Regions from separate parts of the Mus musculus genome. Here regions 2 and 3 are each linked to region 1. The links are chromatin contacts, called in public HiChIP or PLAC-seq maps. All regions are on one chromosome and are shown on one strand. The core of a region is the stretch at or near the end of the contact, and the rest is flanking DNA. Distances in the headings are between cores, read along the strand shown. Region 1 has its middle 16 kb from the start of Tnfrsf11b. Region 2 overlaps Mal2 (mal, T cell differentiation protein 2). Region 3 has its middle 22 kb from the start of Ccn3.

Evidence for each region. HiChIP or PLAC-seq counts read pairs in DNA pulled down with a chosen protein or histone mark.
Region 2: a contact with region 1 is called in a FOXA1 HiChIP or PLAC-seq map of pancreatic cancer cells. The contact joins two enhancer-like sites.
Region 3: a FOXA1 HiChIP or PLAC-seq map of pancreatic cancer cells shows a contact between it and region 1. The contact joins two enhancer-like sites. A contact is called at or near these places in 4 of 484 Hi-C or Micro-C datasets (embryonic fibroblasts, myocytes, pancreatic cancer cells and 1 more) and 1 of 115 datasets of contacts at active chromatin or transcription factors (pancreatic cancer cells).

What each region holds. Positions count from the first base shown.
Region 1 is chr15:54,292,597-54,296,062 of GRCm38.p6, forward strand. No RefSeq gene overlaps it. Among named protein-coding and RNA genes, the nearest start is that of Tnfrsf11b, 16 kb to the left of the region's middle. Within about 2 kb of position 2,010, at least 30 of the 459 cell types and tissues checked have an H3K27ac peak or open chromatin away from gene starts, as enhancers often do. A contact at or near this core is called in pancreatic cancer cells, where this site is marked.
Region 2 is chr15:54,598,562-54,602,034 of GRCm38.p6, forward strand. Mal2 (mal, T cell differentiation protein 2) reads left to right here. Exons shown (of 4, transcript NM_178920.4): 3 at 1-5; 4 at 2,110-3,473. The coding sequence ends at 2,181. Among named protein-coding and RNA genes, the nearest start is that of Mal2, 29 kb to the left of the region's middle. Within about 2 kb of position 1,515, at least 6 of the 459 cell types and tissues checked have an H3K27ac peak or open chromatin away from gene starts, as enhancers often do. A contact at or near this core is called in pancreatic cancer cells, where this site is marked.
Region 3 is chr15:54,766,543-54,769,965 of GRCm38.p6, forward strand. No RefSeq gene overlaps it. Among named protein-coding and RNA genes, the nearest start is that of Ccn3, 22 kb to the left of the region's middle. Within about 2 kb of position 1,984, at least 58 of the 459 cell types and tissues checked have an H3K27ac peak or open chromatin away from gene starts, as enhancers often do. A contact at or near this core is called in pancreatic cancer cells, where this site is marked.

The sequences.
Region 1 (3,466 bases), core at 760-3,259:
GACAGCTATATCTAGGTCCTTTCAGCAAAATCTTGCTAGTGTATGCAATGGTGTCAGCGTTTGGAAGCTGATTATGGGATGGATCCCTGCATATGGCAATCACTAGATGGTCCATCCTTTCGTCACAGCTCCAAATTTTGTCTCTGTAACTCCTTCCATGGGTGTTTTGTTCCCATTTCTAAGAAAGGGTAAAGTGTCCACACTTTGGTCTTCGTTCTTCTTGAATTTCATGCGTTTAGCAAATTGTATCTTATATCTTGGGTATCCTAAGTTTCTGAGCTAATATCCACTTATCAGTGAGTACATATTGTGGGAGTTCCTTTGTGATTGTGTTACCTCACTCAGGATGATGCCCTCCAGGTCCATCCATTTGCCTAGGAATTTCATAAATTCATTCTTTTTAATAGCTGAGTAGTACTCCATTGTGTAAATGTACCACATTTTCTGTATCCATTCTTCTGTTGAGGAACATCTGGGTTCTTTCCAGCTTCTGGCTATTTTAAATAAGGCTGCTATGAACATAGTGGAACATGTGTTCTTATTACCAGTTGGAACTTCTTTTGGGTATATGCCCAGGAGAGGTATTGCTGGATCTTCCAGTAGTATTATGCCCAATTTTCTGAGGAACCTCTAGATTGACTTCCAGAGTGGTTGTACCAGCTTGCAATCCCACCAACAATGGAGGAGTGTTCCTCTTTCTCCACATCCTCGCCAGCATCTGCTGTCACCTGAATTTTTGATCTTAGCCATTCTGACTAGTGTGAGGTGGAATCTCAGGGTTGTTTTGGTTTGCATTTCCCTGATGATTAAGGATGTTGAACATTTTTTCAGGTGCTTCTCAGCCATTCAGTATTCCTCAGTTAAGAATTCTTTGTTTAGCTCTGTACCCCATTTTTAATGGGGTTATTTGAATTTCTGGAGTCCTGCTTCTTAAGCTCTTTGTATATATTAAATATTTGTCCCCTATCAGATTTAGGATTGGTAAAAATCCTTTCCCAATCTGTTGGTGGCCTTTTTGTCTTATTGACAATGTCTTTTGCCTTACAGAAATTTTGCAATTTTATGAGGTCGCATTTGTCAATTCTTGATGTTACAGCATAAGCCATTGCTGTTCTGTTCAGGAATTTTTCCCCTGTGCCCATATCCTCGAGGCTTTTCCCCACTTTCTCCTCTATAAGTTTCACTGTCTCTGATTTTATGTGGATGTCTTTGATCTACTTAGACTTGAGCTTTGTACAAGGAGATAAAAATGGACATTTTATTAAAGAGAACTGATTTTCCCTTTCACAATGGGTATCAACTGCAAATAGCTTCTTGTCTTTGTGTCTACTTCTGCTCTGCAGTGCTGGAATTTTGTCTTGTTTGAACCTGTTCAGATCTTATGTGATCCCACAGTTCTATGAGTTCATATGTGTATCACTACTGTGCACCTGAAAGATGCTGCCTCTGTGGACTCATCTTCCACCTCTGCCTCTTACAATCTGCCCATCCCCTCTTCTGCAGAGGTTTCTGTTGATTTTTTAAAATTTCATTTTCATTTGTATTTAGGTATATGGGTATATGTCTATATGGACTTGTACCATATGTGTCGGGGTGCCAGAGGATGCCAAGGGCGTCCAATACACTGGCAATGGAGTTAGACAGACAGTGTGAGCACTGGGGACAGAACAGAGCAGAAAGCACTTTGAACCACTGAGCCATCTCTCCAGGTCTTTGCTATTGCATTTTAAAGAGTTGCTGGTATGCAGGTTAACAGTAAAATTGTTGTATCATCGTTTCTCATACTTCAATATTTATCTTTCCAGGGTTCTTCCTCAGGCTACTGAATTTTCCACATAATATAAATGAGTGCTGTTGCCTGAGCATTTGTGCATTGTTACTTTCACCCAGTCGGGAGCTTCTTTTACCCTTGGAAATTGTGTACTTCCTGGCAGCTCAGAGATTGGGGCAGCTGACTCTCTCTGGCAGGTATGGGATGTGAGACTGACTCACTCTAGAATCTCAAAGAGATCCTTGTTTGTGGAAGCAGCAAACAGTGAGTGATTCAGGAGCTTGGTGGATTCCTAACAGCCTGGTACTTACCACTTACCAAGGTTTGTGTTGGAAGGAAGCTTGGTCCCTGCTTTACTGGTTGTTAGCTGTGGGAGAGATGAAAGGAATACAAAAGCAGAAGTTCCAACTGTAAGCCCAGGAGGAAGTGTGCAAGAGGGGATTTTTGTTGTTGCTGTTGTTGTTGACAATTTACATTTTGTTCTTAAACCAACAGATTTAAGAAAAGGGCTTGGATAACATGGCACAGAGACCTGCAGCCTATGGAATCAAGACATTTGGGCACCTTGTAGAACAAGTGCTCACAAGTTGAGGCTATGATTTTAGACTGTTTGCTTTTGCATCCTAGCTCACTTGATCAATAGCTCCATTCTATTTCGTTGTGCTTCCATTTCTCCATCTTGAAAATGGAGAAGGTAATGCCAGTATCCACCTTTTGTGTCGTCTCTGCATGCCCCCACCCCCACCAAACATGCATGAAACACTTAAAACAGTGTTTGGAAAACCTTAGTTTACCACAGGCATTAGTTCCTATCTTCAATAAAATTTATTGCCGAGTTACTAGAGTTGTACTTTGAGCTATGTCAACACAGCTGCCAAGGAAATTTTTATAATTGTAAAGAATGGGCATTCTTCAATGGCCACTTACCTAACAGGAAAAATGAAAAGAAAAAAAAAAAACCTAGATTCATAATACACAAACTCTCCCAGGACCCTGGAAGTCAAGTTACTTAGGATTCAAGTGTCCCCGAGTACTTACAACATAGAAACCCTCACTTGTCACAGTTCAACCTACTACCTTGGATGTCTATGTATGCTCATTACCTCTTACCTGATCTCTTCCACTGAGTTTTCTCATCCTCAACATCCTATACTGTTACATAGTTTTCAAAAAGATCCATAAATGTAGTGGTCAGACAGCATAAACATAGAACTATTATATAAAGAATTTAGTTTGGAAGATAAGATGGGAGTACTTGCAATTCAGTGGAAATGGTATATATAAAGGCTTCATGAGAAACAGTTATTTGGAAAAACTCGTAGAGTTTTGAGAGGAATATAAAAGAGGGATGTGTCCCAGACAGAAGAAAGATTACTCATGGTTTAGGAGTGGATGGGAATGGGGTTGGTGGATCACAACCTATGACAAATGACAGGTATCAGAGGGGAAGCAGAGAAGTCTTCAAGAGGCTGTAATCGCTAGTGTTTGAAATGATGGAGAAAAGAAAAAGGGTGTCTTAGGGTAACAACACATGATGTGGACAATAGGCATTATTGTTTTGGGGGAAGTAGAGGTTCAAAAGTTTTAATATATTTAATTATTAATTAATAATCTATCAGTGTGCTATATAAATGATTGAAGTAAGAAGCAAATAGCTTCACCGAGGATGAGTGGATAGTCCAAGATAGCACAGTT
Region 2 (3,473 bases), core at 265-2,764, 310 kb after region 1:
CCACAGTAAGTGCACCATAGGAAAAGCATCGTCCTTTCATGGTCCAGCATCCAGGAGACTCCTCGGGCATCAGTGGCCTTTTAATAGTAGCCTTTAGAATCAAATGTATAATAGCTATTTATGTATCTATTTTGTTGTCCTGTGAGCAAAGTCCTCTCATCACTCCCATTATGTGTGACTGTACTGCAGACCAACCCTGTTGACATTATCTGGGAAGGCAACAAGTCTATTAGTGCTTGATTTTATAAAAAGAATGCACTCTAGTGTTCTCTCTTTGTAAAGTTCAGACCTGGTGAGGGGACTTTGCTCTTTTTAACCTTGTGCCCATTTTCAACTTGGATTATTGGCTGCATATTCACCGTGGGTCTGCCAAATAGAAGGGTGTTTTCTCAGGGTGGGGCTGACATGAACAAGTATCAGTTCTTAGTGTTGGGGTCAGTGCTGGTGAGCGGGAAGGCAAATTCACCAGTCACTGTGACAGATGGGATACAGGAGAAAGCCTTCTCTGGGGACTTTAAAACATGAATCCTCTCTCATTCATACACTGTAGTGAACCTGTCATTTTGTATTAAATAGTGAAAAGAAATAATAATTTTTTGTTTTCATGGATAATTTTTTTGGGGGGGGAGGTCGGAGGTGGTTTGAGAGATAGGCTTTCTCTGTTTAACAGCCTGGCTCTCCTGAAACTCACTTGGTAAACCAGGTTGGTCTCATGGATAATTTTTAAAACTACTACAAATTGAAACTGCTTTCTGAAATGAAGCATCTTAATTGATGTTAAATAGTTCCTATAGTGCATTACCGGACCTAGTATCTTTTCCTCTTTAGTTTTGGAAGTTTCTAGACTGTTCTTTTCCAGATATGCTTCTTCTGAAAACCTGTGTCTTTGTCCCCCCTGCCAGAGGGGAGCTACCTCGATGCGTAGACCAATGCTTCAAGTCTTTCATGGCGTTCCATTTTTTTCCACTCACTCCAGTCCAGTCAGAACTCCAGGTCTTGAGTTTTCAGCAGCTGAAATTGCTCATGCATTCATGTGTCCCACTGGGCTAAGTGTTTCCCTTTCCTTTTTCACTCAGTAGAGTTGAGGATAGAGGCAATTCCCTCTCACTATTGACAAATTCCCAAAGCAATTATTCTCACTCAGAGGGCATTGTCGATATTAAAAATATATTACCAAAACAAGCAAAATGGGAAGGGTTAATTAAACTGTGACAAAAATTTCTGTGAATGGATCTGTCCTCCCTTCTCAGGCTGCAGTTTCCTGGTTAGGAATCTCTACCCTTGCCAGGTACCAGGCGATGGTGACACATGCCTTTAATCCCAGTACTTGGGAGGCAAAGGCAATCGATCTCTGAGTTTGAAGCCAGCCTGGTCTATTGAATGAGTTCCAGGACAGCCAGAACCACACAGAAAAACCCTGTCTTGAAAAACAAACAAAGGAATCTCTGCCCTATAGAGTCATATTTTATCATTTTGAATTGGCCTGGAATCGTCTCTCCTTTGACTCATAGCCTCTGAATGTCATTTCTGGACAATGGGTACTATTTGTTTATCTGCACCAAGCACAGTGATGTATGCACAGCGGGTGTTAATGACGCCAACCGTGACACCAAGGAAACAGCTCCAAGAGGGCTTGGCCTGGGACAACTGTCTCCCACCTGAGGAGGAACAGAACTCAGAACACATTCCTATGGGTTTTGTCTACTGAGTTCTAAAGATGACAGAAATGATTTGATGTGTCCTTGGGGTCTGATAGTTACTGTCTTCTTAGCTATGAAACTACTGGATGATGAGATAACTCAGAGTGAATTTTTTAATACACTGCCTAGGGTTTCATAAATACTTAACAAGTAAGCTTGACATGTGAGCGAATGGTGAAAGTAAGGCTGCCTGCAGATATGAAAGCTAAGAGCTATAGTGTACAAAGGGAGGGCCAGCTCTGGGAGGTAACGAAGCAAAGTCATCGAAACACAGATCACTCTAAACTCTTGTCCTGTTGAAGTATCTACAGGTCAGTTGTCGAGGATTTGTTCAGTGGTCTCTCAGGATGCAACTTCTAAAAGTCCATGTTGTGAATCTGATGACAGTGTTTCTTTTTCCTTTTCTTAGGTTTTTGCCTTCATGACAACAGCTTGTTATGGTTGCAGTTTGGGTCTGGCTTTGCGAAGATGGCGACCGTAACACTCCTTGGAAACTGACAGTTGTGTGCTGGTTTCATTTGTCTACTTTATATGTCTGATCACTTGGGTACCATTTGTCCCAATATAACATTCCAAACATTGTTAGCTTAGTACAGAGAGGACCTCAGTGCAAGCTGTGGTTTGTTACATGGGTGGGATTTTCATTTTGTTCTGATGTTAGAGAAGTATCCTTTCCTTTTTCATCTCTCGTTTCTTTTTAAATGCATTTCCATTGTATATTCTTAAAATACACAGGCACTGTTCACAAAACAATAGTATTCCTTTTTTTTTTTTTTGGTTGAGTCACCCGAACCTTAATAATAGTAAATAACTAAAACAATACATCTCATGCAGGCTTCTCATCTAATTCTATCTTTAGTATAAAACAGGAAATGATACACATGTTTTTTTTACAAAAAGGCCAGGTAGCACATATGTAGGCTTTAATAGGCCATATAGCCTCTGTGGCAATTGTTCCATCCTATGATAACATAAAAGCAGCTACAGATGATGTGTAAATAAATGTCTGTATCCTAATAAAGCTTATTTCAAAAAGGGAGCAAAACTGGATGTGGTCTACAGACCATAATTTTATCAACTACTGCCATAAAAACCTTAGGTGTTCTGTGTTCTATTGAACTAATCATGAAACCTCATTAGACAAGCCACATAACATATTTTGTTTCATTATGCATCAATCACATTGCCTTTGTTTAATAGTCAAATATTACCCTTGGAAGGTCATATAATTTCTCAAGCTAACCCCAGCAGAGCCTTGGATGAAGAGCAAAATAAGGTAGGAAATAAACTCCAAACTAATGATTTCCTAATAGCTCAGCAAGGCACTCACACGAGAGTACTTAAGACATGATCCCCAGAGGCAATTAATCACTACTGGATCTAGTATCTTGCTACTGATGTCTTTCTTTTGGTTTATTTATGCCATAGACTGTGGTTGTTTGGCCTATGCATGAATATATAAATATTTATGTATGTAAAGCTTTTCCAAATAGCTCTCTGAAGAGTTGAATTTTTAACTTCTTATTGTTTTTGCATTGCTTTCTGAGCTGAATTTGAGTAACAGATTAACTATAACATAAAGCTATAGATTCTTACATGCTTTGATAATAGCCCAGATATCTATGTTGTTTTTACATTGGTGTCAGACAGGCAAAGGACATTTAACACAAGAGCTAAAACAAAAACTGGATCTGGCTGAATAGAACAGAAAACAATCCTAGTCCACCTGTATGTGTCGCAGGCTTGGCAACAGATCATGAGTGACCACAGTTC
Region 3 (3,423 bases), core at 734-3,233, 470 kb after region 1:
AAAAAATGTTTCACATCATGTTATAGGAAGCAAAAATAAAATGAATTAATTGTTCTAAAAGCAAATAATAAAGATCTGAGCCCCTGCCCACAACATCTTTCTGGAACAGGCAGGTAGACGAACAGACAGACAGACAGACAGACAGACAGGTATACAATACTGCTAGGTCTAACATGGACTCAAATCCTTAGGTGAGTCTGGAGTGCCAGCAGCCTTGGAGGTGGCAGGAATTCTTTTAGGATATTTTATAGCCAGAAATAGTTTGTACCATGTTGGGATCTTGGGAATGGGGAAACTTTGGAACTTTTAGACAGTATTGGAACTATTAAAGACTATAGGGAGTTTTGATGTCAGACTAGACACATTTAGCACTATGAGCTGGCCATGTGCCTATGAGGCTGTGTGGTGGGATGCAATGGTTAAAATGAGGAATGTCTCCTATAGGTTCATGTATTTGAGCAATTCTCCAGTCAGTAGCACCACTTGGAGGAATTACAGAACTTTTCAGACATGGACTTGTTCTGGAAGAAGTACCTCACAGGAAATGGGCTTTGTGAGTTTGTAGGCTCACGCCATCTTGTTTCCTCTTGGCTTCCTGTTTGCTACTGAGTTATGATCTCTGAGGTTCCTGTTCCTACCATATGCTGCCATGCCAAGATGAGCTCTTATCCCTCTGAAAACATAAACCAAAACACACTGTTGGATCAAAAAGCTGCTCCTGATTGTGGCATTTTTATCACAGCAAGAGAAAAATGACTAATGCATGCTCCACCCCACGGCTGAAGATATGCAGTTGGTAGTATTTCATTCCAGAAAGTCACCATACTAAAGCGAGAAGGACTTCTTGACATTGGAGATCAGACTGGAACACAAGTGACTCTACCTTGTGAAGCTTCGTAATCAACCCCTGATAACTATGAGGAAAAACAGAATCCTTGAGAGGAAAACAATGACTTGGTCAAAGAGTGACTGTATACAGGATCTGAGCCTGGGAAGACCATAGCCTCTACATATTACTAGTCCTGACTCCCCCCACTGACCTGTACAATCCAAGTATGAGTTACTTTGAATCAGATTCTCTACTTAAAAAATTCTTGGAAGAAGGAGGAAGTTGGTCAAGGGGCAGATGTGAGAACCTGAATGTCAACCCAAGGCCCTTCCAACTCTTCTTGAAAGGAAAGCCTAGATTCACCCAGGGTGCTTTAGAACACTCAACATTTTGTTTACAGCCAGTACCAAGCAGGATAGTGGAGAGGATGAGGGACTAGCCTTGATCTTCCTCTCTGGAAACTGATCCTCTCCACAGCTAACCTTCTCCGACTGAAAACTCTCAGCAGGTCCTGACTTTACTCCAGACATGGAACATGAGACTAAAAAGATGGAAGCTGAAGTAGGAAAAGATACCACTTTCCATAGTGCTCCTCTAATTGTCCTATAATCTCCCCATATTCTCCTAAGCTGGTGTATCTGGGACCTTCACACTTCACTTAAGGTAGTACTCAGCTGTCCCCACCTCTTTGCATCCTTTTAGGAGCAGGGCATAGAACAAATAGCAATGAAAAGAATTACTACAGAAACCATCCATGCGACCAAATCAGACAGACCAAAAATTCAGTTACCATTATAATTTAGAAAAGTAAATTTCAGACACAACTGGACAAAGGAAGTGCTGCTTAGAAAACGTTCCCTCTTGTGATGCACTGTAGCTGACTTAAGAATCCCCAAGTCCCTAAAGTGTTAAGTTCAAGAGAAATTGACTGAAGAGGACAGGGCTTAAGATAAACATCAGCTGTGACTTACTCCTCAGCCACAGTTGAAGAGAGGGCTCCAAACATGTTTTTTTCGTTCGTTTTTTTCTCTTTGTATCTCCCCTATGTGAGAAACATGGCATGCACAATTGGCGCCTATATTATCCCCTGGCCAATACTTTACCCCAGTTGCCTTAGCAACTGTCAATATTTGTCTGGTATGTCACAGCCCCAGTTGGCTGAAGGCTGGTTCAGCATTGGCTTTTGTGAAATTTAGGGAAGAGAGACACCCAGTGGTCATGCTGTTCTGTTTCATTTTATTTTTACTAGAAACATTTTTAGTAATTTTAAAGTCTAATCCTCTTGTAATGATCAACAACCCACACAGTAAACGTGAGGAAAACATGAAAGGACATTGGTGAACACACTAACCTTCCCTATAAAGGCCTGACAGGAAATATTTTAGACCCTGTAGGCCACATGCTGTCTTTTGAAACTACTCAGTTTTGCTGTTACCATGCAAAACCAGGGGTAGAACTTTTGTCAACAAGAGTAGATGGGTTCCAGTAACATATTTCTGCATGTGCGTGTGCGTATGTGTGTGTGTGTACATGCATGTAGAGTCCAGAGGACAATCACGAATGCTGTTCCTTGGGCACTACCTTTAAGACTAGCCAGGTACTGGTTGAGAAGGCCTGACCTGTCTCCATCATCCCAGCACTGAGATTATAAGTATATGCTCTCATGTCTGACACCTTTTTTAAAAATGGCGGGGGGGCGGGGGCTGGAGATCAAATTGAGATTGCATGCTTACTAGGGAAACACCTTTCCACCTTGGTCATCTTCTCAGCCAGCAATAATAGAAACAGGCAGTAGGCCAGATTCATTCCTCAAGAAATGGCCTCCAAACCTAGCAAGGGAAGTTTGAATCTCTCTTCTTTCAACTTGCATATGCAATTGTGCCCTCTGAATACCCCACATTCAAGAAAGTTGGAGCATCACTGTGAAAAAACATAATATCAACATGCTATTTGTAATGTGGCAGCTATTGAATTTGTCCCAGGCACCGTGCTAAGGACCACACTGTGACAATAGCACACTAAGTTGCTGATTTTGCAACTCCTCGAACTCAAATATTAAAACCTGATCCCACAGTGTGATGACATTAGAAAATGGGGTCATACCAGTACCTTGCAGTTTTTATCACAATTGCTCTGTAGTACAGCTTTAGGTCAGGCATGGAGATTCCACAGGAGGTTTTTTTTTTTTTTTCCTTGAGCAGAGTTTTTGCTATCCTAGGTTTTTTGTTATTCCAGATGAATTTGCAGATTGCCCTTTCTAGTTCGTTGAAGAATTGAATTGGAATTTTGATGGGGATTGCATTGAATCTGTAGATTGCTTTTGGCAAGATAGTCATTTTTACAATGTTGATCCTGCCAATCCATGAGCATGGGAGGTCTTTCCATCTTCTGAGATCTTCTTTAATTTCTTTCTTCAGAGACATGAAGTTCTTATCATACAGAACTTTCACTTCCTTAGTTAGAGTCACACCAAGGTATTTTATATTATTTGTGACTATTGAGAAGGGTGTTGTTTCCCTAATTTCTTTCTCAGCCTGTTTATCCTTTGTGTACAGAAAGGCCATTGACTTGTTTGAGTTAATTTTATATCCAGC